Linked DNA regions of Zea mays: all the other regions are linked to region 3. Evidence: chromatin contacts called from public Hi-C data. All regions are on one chromosome and are shown on one strand. The core of a region is the stretch at or near the end of the contact, and the rest is flanking DNA. Distances in the headings are between cores, read along the strand shown.

Region 1 (2,700 bases), core at 55-2,554, 190 kb before region 3:
TATCGCATATATCACATTTAATGTGTTATACATGATATTTATCTGACAAGCTAACACTATGGGCTTATCGTGAGGGTTTTTTACATGTGGGGCCCTAACCTCAGAGCCATACTGCCCTTGGTGGGTCCAAGCGTATACTTCGATTTTGAGACATAATTACACTTTAGCCACATTAATTACTCTTTAGAACATCTTAGAGTATGATGGGTCCTAGAGGTTTGGACTTGATCATCAGTCATCAGTGCCTCAAGACACAAGGAGTCTCAAAGACTTAGATCATCTCAGTCTAGAACGTTTGGGGGCACTAGGGGAGTAGGGGTAGGGGTCTTGATACTTTAGGGCTAGTTTGGTGACAAAAAAATTAGAGGAAATCCATAAAGAATACCTCTTGCAAGTGATTTTTCTGGTCCATAGATCCACTCCAAACCAATACTTAGAGTGTCCGAGGCCCGATAAGACTTAGTTCTCTTTAGTTGCTTCTTATAGACTCTTGTTATTTCTGTTGGGTGCCTTAGTGTCAAATTATTTATTTTAGTAGATGTCACTATGTTAGCTCTCTATTCTGGGATTTTTTGAATGGGTTTTAGCGACAGCTAGAAATATATTTTTTACCGGGCATTGTATATGCTTCGGTTACCTTACGTCCGTATCATTTCGCGACAAAATGGTCTTCACGCGCTGGATACTTGGACGTGAGAATCTGACAGTGATAGACAGACACTGGAAGCTAAGACGACCAAAAAGTTTCTTCCCCCGTGGAGCATGACATGCACAGCACAGGCTACACCCTACACGTCGTTCTGATGACATGGCGAACGCCTAGTGGCTGTCGCCGGCTCGCCGCAGCTCCGGCGAGCGGCGATTCGTTGGTGCGGGGATCCGTGACGCTGAGCAGACAGCGAGTAGTTAACGTCGTGCTTCAGTAGTAGTAGTAGGCCCAGGTCTCTGGCTCAGGTCTCCACAGACCACAGCTCGATCGGGCCGAGCCGCTGTGGCCCATGGGAGTCCAGGTCCACCATAGACTTTGACAAAGTCAACGTCATCGCGCGTCGCGTCGCGTCGCTGTCCGCCACGGAAGACCCGACCGGCCGGCCTTCACCATCACCAGCGAGGCAGCGAGTGACCTCCCTACTCTCTCCCAAGCTGACCCGCGCTTTCGTAACAACCACGAGAATGCCATCCCCGTTGGCGATAAGGCACGGGACGGAGTGGCATCGTCGTGAATAGCCACCGCACCTGAGCCCCTTCACCGATCCGCTCTCTTTACAAATATTCCCTTTGCGGTTCCCAGTTGCCCACCGAGAGTGGCAGTGGAGTAGTGGTAGGAAAAGCTCGTCGCCGAGTCGCCGTACGGGGGCTCGGCTCGGGTGAGCGAGCGGCGGCCGGCGGGTACTGAGGCCTGAGGGCGAGGCGATGGGCCGCCTCCGTGACGGGCGAGCCTTCCTCCACCGCGCGCTTGTCCTCTCGTCGCTGCTCCTTCTCGCCTCCGGCGAAATCTTCTTCGAGGAACGGTTCGATGGTACGACCACGCGTGACTCTGTTGGTTTTCCCCCCGATTTAGCTAGGTAGCGCGTCTAACTGGATGCTATAAGGATTCGGATGATTCTGTGATTGTGTTGGATCATTTTTTTTTTTGCTATTCGCTGGTTTAGTTTAGCTTGGTATCACTGTGACGAGTTACTGATTTGCTGCTTACACTGACAGATTCAGAATTTCAGTTTGTTGTTTGAGTGAGCTGTTCACTATTCACGTGGTTTAGCTTCTCAAAGAAGTGAATTATTCCAGAGATATTGCTACTGCTAGTTGTGCCTTCTGAAATGCTCCAAGCCTCCAATGGTCCTGCCTCCAGGAGTCGAAGAACTTATTTGTAGTTGGCTTACAGTCCGATGTCCTATCGATCTGATGTCTTGTGCTGTCCATGAAGTTATCAGTAGCTGATGTCTGCTCAAGTTTCTTGTTTTCCTAGGTGTATTGTTTTATTTGTGATTCATGAAATTACGCAACTTGGTAACATTCAGATGGGTGGGATAGCCGCTGGGTGAAATCTGATTGGAAGAAGAGCCAAGGACAAGCTGGAACCTTCCGACACACAGCGGGAACCTACTCTGGAGACCCTGACGATAAAGGTGATGGTTTATTCATGAGTGCTATCTTATGTGCAGTAAGGGGGGCATATAGCCCTACCCTTTACTTGTTTGTTGTGTTTTACCAAAAAAAACTGTATTTGATAGTGACAGTGGCTATTTTGATACCCAGTTTCCAACCAGATATGCCTTGAATCTATCCATGTTAATACATCCACTAAACTTGAGCATTTTCTGAAACTTCAATCAAAGAGCTCAGGCTGCATTCCATGTGGCCCCTGTTTTTATCATAAACATTTTATGTTAGAAAACAAGAGAAACATTCCACGATTTGTGCATACTATATCAATCATGTTCAACTTTTAAAGCCACAAAATATATAACCTTATTTTCCATGGTTTATTTCATACGTCGTATGATTATTTGCATTATGGAATCATCTTTTCAGGTATACAAACAACTGGGGATGCCAAACATTTTGCTATATCAGCAAAATTCCCACAATTTAGTAACAAGGACCGGACATTGGTGATCCAGTACTCTCTAAAGATTGAGCAAGATATTGAATGCGGTGGTGCTTACATCAAACTTATGTCTGGTTATCTCAACCAGAAGA
Region 2 (2,700 bases), core at 186-2,685, 170 kb before region 3:
AAGGCCTTAATTTTATGGTCCTACCATGCCTGCAGTCCTAGGAACTTCTTTTGGTGGGAAGCCAATTTCTTACTGATCTAAGGGATAACATTTATTGTTTGCCTGTTAAGATGATGGAGCTGGCTGGACAACACGGTCATTCTGGGTATTATATTATTGTGGTATGCTTTTCCTTTTTATAATTGAATACTTTTCTGGATATTTGTTTTTGAAGAACTATGCATAATTTTTAAATCTCCATTTTCTATCTCATGATACGTTCTACAATGATACAAGACATTATTCTGCCACTGATTACAGTAAGCCTATACTAGATTGGCTTGAGAATTCCAGTGATGAGGTAGGAGAGAAGTAGGATGCCATAACATCTGGTGTTCTGAAGAAGCGGCAAAAGGACTTGCTGAGCGGTTTGAGTATTTGTAATGTGCCTAAACTTAAATCAGAGACAAGGCTACTGTTATGAGGGATAAGTGAGCCATTCATATTTTAGTGATGTGGCATGGTATTATTTGCAGAAATCTCATCTTTGTGTATAGATTATAAAACATTTTCTTATAACAATGTAGCACACATTATATATATAAGTTATCATAGTATTATATTTTCCCGTTGCAACGCACGGGCACTCACCTAGTTATTATATATGAAAATAGAGAAGTGTCCGGAGTACCGTAGATTCTGGGAAGAAGACAGTCACAACAGATCCCACCGGAAGGAGAATATAACTGTAGGGCCTAGTATAGGAACCACATTTTTTCAATAAATTTTTATTTTTTCAAAGAAAATTAGTTCATTTTCTTTAGGAAATTGGGGTTTCTAAACTAGCACTAGAAGATTTATCCATATTTTTCAGTAAAATAATAACGTGACAATCTATTCAACTATGAAACTAGCCGACTGCCCTTGTTCCTCATAACGAATGAGCCGCTCGCGGAGGTCTATTCAAAATTTTCTCACCGACGAAACTACGAGGACATATCATGTGCAATCACTCATTTTGGTACAAGCGTGCAATCAAACTATCCAGAGCATCCAATCTAGATCCAACGGTTTCATATGAAAGAGGTTAAAAGTAAAATAGGTACTATGTTTTAGGTGGAAGGGGTAAATATAAAATAACAGTCATCATTAGATATATATCGAATGCACCGGATCGCTTGATAGTACCAGGATAAGTGGTTGTATAGGATATTTTCCCAAAAACTACTGCGTCGCGCGGACGCAGCGTGGCCTGAAGCCGGCCGCAGCACGCAGAGGCGGTTCCCCAACCTACCCGCCCTATTCTTCCCACGTGTATCACACACCTGGACCAATCTGCTCGCTGCCCCCGACCTCGAGTGAGTCGTCCGTCGCTTTCCTTGTGGCTCGTTCATCGCCTCCATCCAATAGGCCGCCCCGCCTGCCTTGCTCTCCCAGCGCGCTCGTGTAGTCGTCGCCATCTTCGCTTCTCTTCTCCACATTTCTGCGCTATCCCGGCGTACGGCTGCGATCCATACACGCCCAATCCAAACCCTACCTAAAACTCCGCCTCGTGCCTCCGGGCTCACACTCGTAGGCACGGAGTGCCGTTCCGTGGTGGGTGGAATCACCAAAAATGCCCTCCGTCCACCACCACCTCCTCCTCCTGACGCTCGCCGCCTTGGCCGTGGCGGCAGCCACCGCTAGCGCCGGCGGGGACCCGCCGGCAATCGAGGCGCAGTTCGACGCCTGGTGCGCGGAGCACGGGAAGGCCTACGCCACGCCCGAGGAGCGCGCCGCGCGGCTGGCCGTGTTCGCGGACAACGCCGCCTTCGTCGCCGCGCACAACGCCCGTGCAGGCGCCAACGCCGCTGGCGGCGGCGGCGGCGGCGCCGCGCCCCCGTCCTACACGCTCGCGCTCAACGCCTTCGCGGACCTCACGCACGAGGAGTTCCGCGCCGCGCGCCTCGGCCGCATCGCGCCGGGGGCGGCGCTCCGGAGCCGCGCCGCGCCCGTGTACTGGGGCCTCGGCGGCGGTGCCGCGGTGCCTGATGCGCTGGACTGGAGGAAGAGCGGGGCCGTCACCAAGGTCAAGGACCAAGGCAGCTGCGGTGAGCGTCCCTTACTCGATCTGCTCTATGTTTTGCTTAGGTTGAAATTTGCAAAACCCATCTGTCTCCCACATCAGAGTCCACTCCAGTGTAGTGTTCAGATTCATTGTTAGGGACCCTGTTGACAACTCTATGGTTAGCACATCTGAACGAGTGAACGAGGTACACAGTAGTGGGTTAATATCCACTTGACCGTTCGTATAAGGAGTAGATTCGACTCGTGGATTAAGCCTAACAGTAAAGGGAACCGAGGCTGAGGAATTCAAGCCCATTTTGGAACTTACGATTTCACCAGGTGCGCCGAAACATGGAGGATTTATCAATCGACAACAATAGCTCACTTCATTTTCTATGGACTAAATTACACCTATGGTGTTTCTCATCCTATCCTATTAATGTTTTGTTTACATGAACATTCGCTGTTGTACTGACTAGAAGTTTCAAACTGTATGATCTCAGTCATTTGAAGCTTTTTAGCTCTTTCCAGGCACTAGATCTAGATCCAATCCAAACGACACTGAGTTTTGCTATAACAAAGTTAGTAAATGACTACCACCTGTTCTTTAGATTGGGTCATTTAAATGATCTGGTGACAACTAGATAAGTCAGACATCAAAAGTCACATATGAAT
Region 3 (2,700 bases), core at 69-2,568:
GTCCGCCGTTGGAGGGGGGCCTCGGGCGAGACGGAAATCCTCCGGGGTCGGCTGCCCCTGTCCGAGGCTAGGCTCGGGCGAGGCATGATCGAGTCGCTCGAATGGACTGATCCCTGACTTAATCGCACCCATCAGGCCTTTGCAGCTTCATGCTGATGGAGGTTACCAGCTGAGAATTATGAGTCTTGAGGATACCCCTAATTATGGTCCCTGACACACATAATTACGTAAGATAGAGAAAAACAAAAGTAAAAAAAAGCTTAACAAATTGGAAAAACATATAAGTATGCTGGAGAAAAATAAAAGCAAAAAATTGTTGCAAATCATAAACCATGCACTCTCCTGTCCCTCCAAGGATTGTTTGACAGAAGGGAATTGAAACAACTAATTTTTTTACTATTTAGTTTTAAATAGTAAGAAGAGTTTAGCCTCTTCAATTCACTACTCTTAAACATGTCCTAAGCGTCGTTCTAATTTAATTTTTAAACTTTGGCTATATATAAGAAATTATTAATATTTATAATACTATTTTTAACAAATTTATTTAGAGATCTAAATATCGCTAAATATTTTCCAGAATCCAATCGCATTTAGAAATAGGGAAATTTAGATCCATACCATTAAAAGATCACCACTTTGGATCCATACCATTACTATCTCACTTACATGTGGGTCCACATGAGTCAATGACACGTGGGGTCCATGGTATATATCTAAAGTTTGGATCTTTTAATGGTATAGATCCAATTGTTCCTTAGAAATATTTGATTTTTTCCGGCTAAAGTTCACTCCGTCATTCAGAGGCACGTGCGTGTGAGTCTAATGGGCCGGACGAGCCAGGGACCGGAGTTAAAAGATATGGGGCAGTTTGGTCTTCTCCTTTGTTTTTAGTGATTTTGTTTTTAAAATTTTATTTGATACCCATCCGACGGACATCAAATTCAGCAGCAAACGAAAATCATTTTTTTAATATAAAATTACAATTAGGCTACTGAATAGGGGACGATAAATATTTTTTATTTTATTATTTTGAGCATGAGACTATGGGAACAGGGCCGTTGCCAGTTGGGCAGGTTCAGACTCGCTGCGCCGGAGCCCCTGATCGTAATTTTCCGTGGGCGCTAGGGCATATTCGTAATGTGGTCCCATGGGATAAATTCGATTCCCCTCGAACGGCAAATATCTACCGGAGCGCGTCTCGGGGAGGAGAGAGAAAGTCAGATCCGTGTTCCGTGTCCGCGTCCAGTGTGTCCGCTACTCCGCTCCCCCTCAGTCCTCAGTTCCTCACCTAGCGGTAGCGTGCGCGCGGGAGACGTAGATGGCGGCTTCGGAGGCGGCAGCGGCGGCGGCAACACCGGTGACGCCGACAGAGGGGACGGTGATCGCGATCCACAGCCTGGAGGAGTGGAGCATCCAGATCGAGGAGGCCAACAGCGCCAAGAAGCTGGTTTGTTTCTCTGTCCTTGTATTGGCAACGTATCTGGTGCTCAAAGGGTACGGTGCTCACGTGCGAGAAATTTGGAGAGATCAGTCCATGCCTACGCTCATCTTAGAATCTGCCGGATAGATGGTGTGTTGGTTTGCCTGTATGGATTGTATTGGTCTGTGCCGATTTGTAGAATTTCGAACCGTTTGGTATGATTGATATTACCTGGTATATAATATGTTTTCGTTTGCACTTTGGAATACTTGTGGGCTTGACGCTGAGTGCCTTGAGTCTGTTTTTAATCAAGTCGAATTGGGATTTCCGGTTAGTTGGCATGATTTGGGAAATGGGAAGCGCCCCCTTTTGTTGGTGCGTTAGGGAATTTTTATAATTATTGAAAGGGTTTATGTTTATCTCGAGACTTCAGAATTCTGCCGGTAGGTGAAATATGATCACAACTGATATCTAGGAGTTTAGCAGCAGATTTGAAAAATGTAACATCCTTTGTGGAATCCAGTCGTGATAAAATGTGTGTAGCGCTGCATTGAAGGTTGGTCACAGGGGGTGTTTGGTTCCACCCAACTAAAGTTTACCTGTCAAATCAAATGTTTGAATGATAATTATGGGAATACAGTATTAAATATAGTATAATTACAAAACTAATTACACATATGAAGATTAAAAGGCGAGACAAACTTACTAAACCTAATTATGTCTATTTTTAATACTCATAATTGATATTTAAACATTTGATGTGATACAAACTAAACTTGGGAACCAAACACCCCTTCAGTTTCAGCCTAGTGATTCGTTCTTTTTAACTAAAAATCATTTGTTTTATTGGGAAACATGCTCGTGCGTTGCAATAGAACCCAATATATATTAGAACAGATTCGGACTCTACAGACGCGAGTTCTTTTTTAGCTTGTATATTCATGAGTCCTAATCATATATACGAGATACATAAGGCGTGACCCGGTATGTCTTGGAATCGGACTCCTTATCAATTGATACGAGTTGTTTTAGCCTTAATGAGTACATGTCACATACGAGATATACTAAATGCAGTTTGAGAAGTAAAAAAACAAGACAGTTGAAACTCTCCACTGTCCGGTAGCTAGGAGGAGGTGGAAAAGCAAGGATAAAAAATGTTAGTTCTTTAACATCATGTGTGGCGCAGTGGTGAGAAGCCTTTCTAGTTTCCACTGAGCCAAAGGTCCTAGGTTCGGTGCAATCTCTGTAAAAGTGGAGACATAAGACATGTCTCGGTTATT

Evidence for each region. Hi-C and Micro-C count contacts between places; a contact is called where the count stands out from the background.
Region 1: a Hi-C map of ear shows a contact between it and region 3, with 1.6 times the contacts expected there. The contact joins the promoter of LOC100382232 here to the promoter of LOC606450 in region 3. A contact is called at or near these places in 4 of 25 Hi-C or Micro-C datasets (bundle sheath, ear, endosperm and 1 more).
Region 2: a contact with region 3 is called in a Hi-C map of leaf, with 8 times the contacts expected there. The contact joins the promoter of LOC100273952 here to the promoter of LOC606450 in region 3. A contact is called at or near these places in 4 of 25 Hi-C or Micro-C datasets (ear, endosperm and leaf).

The regions. Positions count from the first base shown.
Region 1 is chr6:169,013,058-169,015,757 of Zm-B73-REFERENCE-NAM-5.0, forward strand. It overlaps LOC100382232, which reads left to right and starts at 1,305. Exons shown (of 14, transcript NM_001174987.1): 1 at 1,305-1,519; 2 at 2,019-2,126; 3 at 2,533-2,700. The coding sequence starts at 1,414.
Region 2 is chr6:169,030,768-169,033,467 of Zm-B73-REFERENCE-NAM-5.0, forward strand. LOC100273952 (xylem bark cysteine peptidase 3) reads left to right here and starts at 1,436. Exons shown (of 6, transcript NM_001148341.1): 1 at 1,436-2,069. The coding sequence starts at 1,595.
Region 3 is chr6:169,203,025-169,205,724 of Zm-B73-REFERENCE-NAM-5.0, forward strand. It overlaps LOC606450 (thioredoxin h1 protein), which reads left to right and starts at 1,319. Exons shown (of 3, transcript NM_001112318.1): 1 at 1,319-1,447. The coding sequence starts at 1,319.